Linked DNA regions of Sus scrofa: region 2 is linked to region 1. Evidence: chromatin contacts called from public Hi-C data. All regions are on one chromosome and are shown on one strand. The core of a region is the stretch at or near the end of the contact, and the rest is flanking DNA. Distances in the headings are between cores, read along the strand shown. Region 1 overlaps IL1R1 (interleukin-1 receptor type 1). Region 2 overlaps IL1R1 (interleukin-1 receptor type 1).

Region 1 (2,696 bases), core at 140-2,639:
TGGGGCCCCAGCTGCAGGGGGCAGGGGGAGGGGGGAACAAAAACAAACAACAGTTTCCCTTGTTGGCTTAGATGGTCTGCCACCCCTTTGGTGGTATTGCAGGGGGCATGCTTTTGCTCTTGGTTCTTCAGAAGTGGCAGCTGGGGTATTAGTTTTTTTTTTTAATCCTCCTGCCTATAATTTGCCCCAACTGCACAGGGCACGTAGTTATTTTTAGTCCCTTATACTTTCTTTGTATTGGGTTGCTGGAAGAGATGTCTGTCCAGGTACAAGCATTGCATCCACTGCAGCAAGGGTCCCAAGTCCCACCCCTGTCTACACCACTGTGATCTGGCCTTGTCTCCATTTCCAAGCTCCTTCCCACTCACTTAGCCCCTACCTACAGACCTTCTTCAGCCCCTCAGCAGGGCTCAAATGCCTCTGTTCCCTCTGCCTCAGACCTCACCCTTCCTCTCAAGGACCCTCCATCACCAGGCAATACAGACCCAGCCCTTAGCCACTGTCCCAGCAGCTGTCTGTGTCTTTCGTGGTGCTTATCCTTATAAGTACACCTCAAGCTGCCGCCAGCTGCTGTGGATGACCCTTGAGGGCAGCATCCAGATAGCCTTCCCCTACTGTGGCATCCCACAGACACCCATAAGGCCTCAAAAAATAATTGTCATGATCACGACTGGCTTCAAAATAATCCCAATGCCACCATACACCTATGTGAATGGCCAAAATCCGCAGCACTGACAGCAGGTGCTGCCAAGGATATGGAGCAACAGGACCCCTCCTTCACAGCTGGTGGGAAGGCAAAAAGGTGTGGCCACTTTGGAAGACAGTCTGATGGTTTCTCCCAAAACTAAACCTGCACTGCTGTACAATCCAGCAATTACACACCTTGATATTTACCCAAAGATGCTGAAAAATTACATCCACACAAAAACCTGCACGGGGATGTTTATGGAAGCTTTATTCACAATTGTCAAAACATGGAAGCAACCAAGGGGCCATTGAGTAGGTGAATGGTTAAATCAGCTGTGGTCCATCCAGACAACAGGATGTTATTCAGCGCTGAAAAGAAATGAGCAATCGAGCCATGAAAAGACCTGGAGAAACCTTCAGTGCATATTACTAAGTGAAAGGAGTCAGTCTGAAAAGCTACATAATGTGCAATTCCAATTACATGACATTCTATGAAAACACGGAAGCAATAAAAAGATCAGGGGTTGCCACAGTAACAGCGGGAGAAGGTATAGAATAGGAAGAGGACTGAGGACTTGTAGGGCAGTGAAAATATTCTGTATGACATGCTAAGGGTGGAAAAATGTCATTGTATGTTTGTCAAAACACTCAGATGGTCACCAAGAGTGAACCTTAAGGTAAACTATGGACTTTGGAGGAGGATGTGTCAATGTTGGCTCATCAGTTGTAACAAATATCCCACTCTGGGAGGGGAATATAACAGAGGAAGTTATACACATGTGGGGCAGAAGGTATGTAAGAATTCTCCATACCTTCCCCTCAATTTTGCTCTGAACTTAAAATTGCTCTTTAAAAAATCATGTCTAAAAACTGCAGTTATGATGTGAGATATGAAAAATTCAAAAACATACTGAGTTAAACTTTTCCCCCTATAAAATCACCAAACTTAAAAAAATTAAAAAAAAAAAAAAAACCAGTTTACTAGTATACTGTGTTGACAGGTGCATGGGGAAACATTCTCTCAAACATTCCGGGCAGAGGTGTTCATTGGTATAACCTGGTGGGAAGTAGGTGGGCAGTTCTGAAATTTATATCAAATCACAAATGCACATAGCCTTTGACTCAGCAGTGCCACTTCTAGGAATTTAGCTAACAATTAAGCTTACGGGCACTTCTGCAAAATGACACAGGCAAAGCTGTTTGTTATTCATTGCAACATTGGTTGTAACAGCAAAAGACTGCGAACAATTGAAAAGTTGCCAAAAGGCTACAAAGCAGCAGGTTAGATACAGACATGGAAGAGGGTACATACAGAAGAGGTGTGTGTAATGGGTAATTTTACATGTTGGTTGGACTGGGCCAGGAGATGCCCAGAGAGCTGGTTAAACCTTGCTTCTGAGTGTATCTGTGAGGCTGTTTCTGGAAATAATCAGCACCTGAAGTGGTGAACTGAGCGAAGCTGATAGCCCTCCCCAGCAAGGACAGTCCTCATTCCAATCCCTTGGGGGCCTACACAGAGCAAAAGGCAGAGGAAAGTTGAATTAACTCTGTCTGCCCTCTTGAGCTAGGACATCAATTTCTCCTGCCTTTGGTACCCTGGTTCTTAGGCCTTCAGACTGGACAGGAGTCTACACCATCGCTCTCTGGATCTCAAGCCTTCTAACTACACTACCTACTCTCCTGGGTCTATAGCCTGTAGACGGCAGATCCTAGAACTTTTTAGCCTCCATAAATGGCATTGAGGCAGCCCATACCTTATAATAACTCTTTCTTTATAGATAAGAGATAGATAGATAGACAGACAGATAGACACATATACAAACAATACATCTATTTCCTGTTGACTCTACAGAGGGAGAACCCTGACTGATACAGTGTGAAGAAACTATTGACGAGTCACCCATGTATGAGAAAGAGGGAATGATTTCACTGAATAGCCTCTTTAAGGCCTTTTAAATTGTGTTATCTATTCAAAAGCACACAAACTTTGTGTTTTCGTTCAAAAAAAA
Region 2 (2,696 bases), core at 125-2,624, 37 kb after region 1:
CTAGCCCAGGAACTGTTTCCAAACGGACCATTAGCCATTGAGTCAAGCTCAGGACTGGCCAGGAAAGGAGCTCCCCCATGTCCGAGCTGAGAGTACATCCTCCCAGTGGCTCTTTGGCATTGCATTTGCACACATAGGGGCTGGGTGACAAGCCCTCGTCTGTTCCTGACATGAAAAGTCCTGGTGGGTGGGTGTGTCTGTATGCCTGTGTGTGAGTGTATGTCTATGTGAATGTGTGAGTGTTTACATCTGTGCGTGTGAGCATGTGTCTCTGTGTGTGTGTGTGTGAGTGTACGTGTGTGTGTCTGTGTGTTGAGATTGTATGTCTCCATGTGTAATTGTGTGTGTGTGAATGTGTGTCTCTCTGTGTGTTTTAGTGTGTGTCAGTGTGTGTGAGTGTGTCTCTGTGTGTGTGTCTGTGTGTGAGAGTGTGTATGTGAGTATGTGTCTCTGTGTGTGTGAGTGTGTCTGTGTGTGAGTGTTTTCATGTGTGTCTGTGTCTGTGTGTGAGTGTGTGTCTGTGTCTGTGTCTCTGTGTGTCTGTGTGTCTGTGTGTGTGTGTGTGTGTGCGTCTGTGTGTGTCTCTGTGCATGTGAGTGTGTGTGTGTGTGTGTGTCTGTGGGTCTCTGTGTGTGTGTGTGTGTGTGTGTGTGTGTGTGGCTCTGGTGTTACTCCTGTGGAAGGCAAGGCCTGCAGAGGAAGAAGCACAGAGCACTCTGTGTCTGAGGAGGCAGGGCTGGAGGGTTAGACAGGACAAGGCTCAAACCCAACTCCATCTCACTCTTTACCACAAACCCATTTTAGATTGATTAGAGCTTGAAATGAAAAAAGTAAAAGAGAAAACATAGAAAGACAATTTCATAATCTTCCACAGAACTTCTCAGCATGACACCAAACTCAGAGGCTGTAAAGGAAAAGAACTTAAAATTTCAGCTACCTGAAAGTAAAAACCTTTTTATGAAGAATATAATGAGGGGGGAAACTAACATTTAACAAACACATGAAAACTTAGGGCGAGTGTTTGCAGCATTTGCTACCAACAAAGGGTTAATGCTCACACTAAACTAATTCCCACAAATCCAAGAGAAAACTGGGCAAAGGATAAGAATAAACAGTCCACAGAAGAAGGAAAACAGACAATAAATATGAAAAAGATGTTTAAGATTACTAATAACCAAAGTAATACAGCTTAGCATAATAGGAAAACAACAAGTTTTGGCAGAGACCGAATGATTTCTGATAACCAAGTCGGTGATAACAAGGAGCCAGGCACAGCTATTTTAAGTGTAAACTGTTGAAATCTTTTTTGGAGAGTAAAGGGTCCACATCCAGGAAAGTCTAAAACTTGTGCTCCATTTGTCCCAGCAATTTTATTTTTAGGAGTTTATCCCAAACTGGTCACTGCACAAATAAATAGCTCTATGGATACAGTACGAGGCTGGTGTTTTCAAAGAACATCTGGGATTTTGAAGAATTTGGATTGAGGCTAGGGGCCCATTTGGAGAATGTATGGCCCAGATGCTTCCACGGAATATGACCCTTGACCAGCCGTTGGTCAAGGAGGGGACACTTGAGCCAAGGGGTCCAACCAGGATGAATGGCACAACTCTGGCTTGCCCTGTAAGTGGCAGCTTTTCCCTCTCTTCCTCTGTAACACTGGGGAGAGAATGTAAAGCCTGGTGCTGCTGTAACAATCATTTTGCCACCACCAGGGGAAATAACCTTCTGAAAAAAACCAGCTTGCAAAGGAGGGCAGGTCAGGGGGAAACAAATGCCAAAGATAACACAGTAACAACCAGCGGAGCTAGAAACACTGGATTAAGTCCAACTTGAAGCTGCCATGTCCATGAACTTCAGTTACATAAGCCAATAGTTTTCTTTATGAAGCCAAACTGAATCACTTTCTGAAACTTGCAGCAAAATGCCTCGTGATATAGCCATCAGGAGAGAATTGGTTAAATAAATTATGACACAGCCATTTAACAAAATACTGCGCAAGGGATTAAAAAAGTGTAGGTCCCCCAAAAGAATATGTACTGGTGTTTATAGCAGCACTATTTACAATAGTCAAGACAAGGAAGCACCCTAAACGTCCATCAACAGATGAAAGGATAAAGAAAATGTGGGGGTTGTGTGTGTATGTGAGAGATGTTATATATAATACACAGACACACACACACACATGATGGAGTATTACTCAGCCATAAAAGAGAATGAAAAAAACGCCGTTTGCAGCAACATGGATGGACCTAGAGATTCTCATACTAAGTGAAGTAAGTCAGACAGAGAAAGGCAAATATAATATGGAATCACTTATATGCGGATTTGTTAAGGGATATAAATGAACTAATTTTACAAAACAGAAAGAGACTCACACACACAGAAAACAAACTTAGGGTTATCAAAGAGGAAAAGTGGGGGAAGAATACATTGTGAGTTTGAGATTAATAGATACGCACTACTATATATAAAATGGATAACCAACAGGGACCTACTGTAGAGCACAGGGAACTATACTCAATATTTTATAATAACCCCTAAGGGGAGAGAACAGTTATAAATACAGTTATATAACTGAATCACTGTGATGTACATCTGAAACTAACACAACATTGTAAATTTACTATACTTCAATTAACTATATACACATAGATCACTGCATAGGCCGTGTAATGTACAAATCTCCATTAGGTACC

Evidence for each region. Hi-C and Micro-C count contacts between places; a contact is called where the count stands out from the background.
Region 2: a Hi-C map of liver shows a contact between it and region 1, with 1.6 times the contacts expected there. The contact joins two enhancer-like sites. A contact is called at or near these places in 8 of 47 Hi-C or Micro-C datasets (embryonic fibroblasts, epiblast stem cells, fibroblasts and 4 more) and 1 of 2 datasets of contacts at active chromatin or transcription factors (skeletal muscle).

What each region holds. Positions count from the first base shown.
Region 1 is chr3:52,279,757-52,282,452 of Sscrofa11.1, forward strand. The region is part of intron 1 of IL1R1 (interleukin-1 receptor type 1); the gene reads right to left. Among named protein-coding and RNA genes, the nearest start is that of IL1R1, 54 kb to the right of the region's middle. Within about 2 kb of position 1,390, at least 3 of the 83 cell types and tissues checked have an H3K27ac peak or open chromatin away from gene starts, as enhancers often do. A contact at or near this core is called in liver, where this site is marked.
Region 2 is chr3:52,316,392-52,319,087 of Sscrofa11.1, forward strand. All of the region lies in intron 1 of IL1R1 (interleukin-1 receptor type 1), which reads right to left. Among named protein-coding and RNA genes, the nearest start is that of IL1R1, 17 kb to the right of the region's middle. Within about 2 kb of position 1,375, at least 13 of the 83 cell types and tissues checked have an H3K27ac peak or open chromatin away from gene starts, as enhancers often do. A contact at or near this core is called in liver, where this site is marked.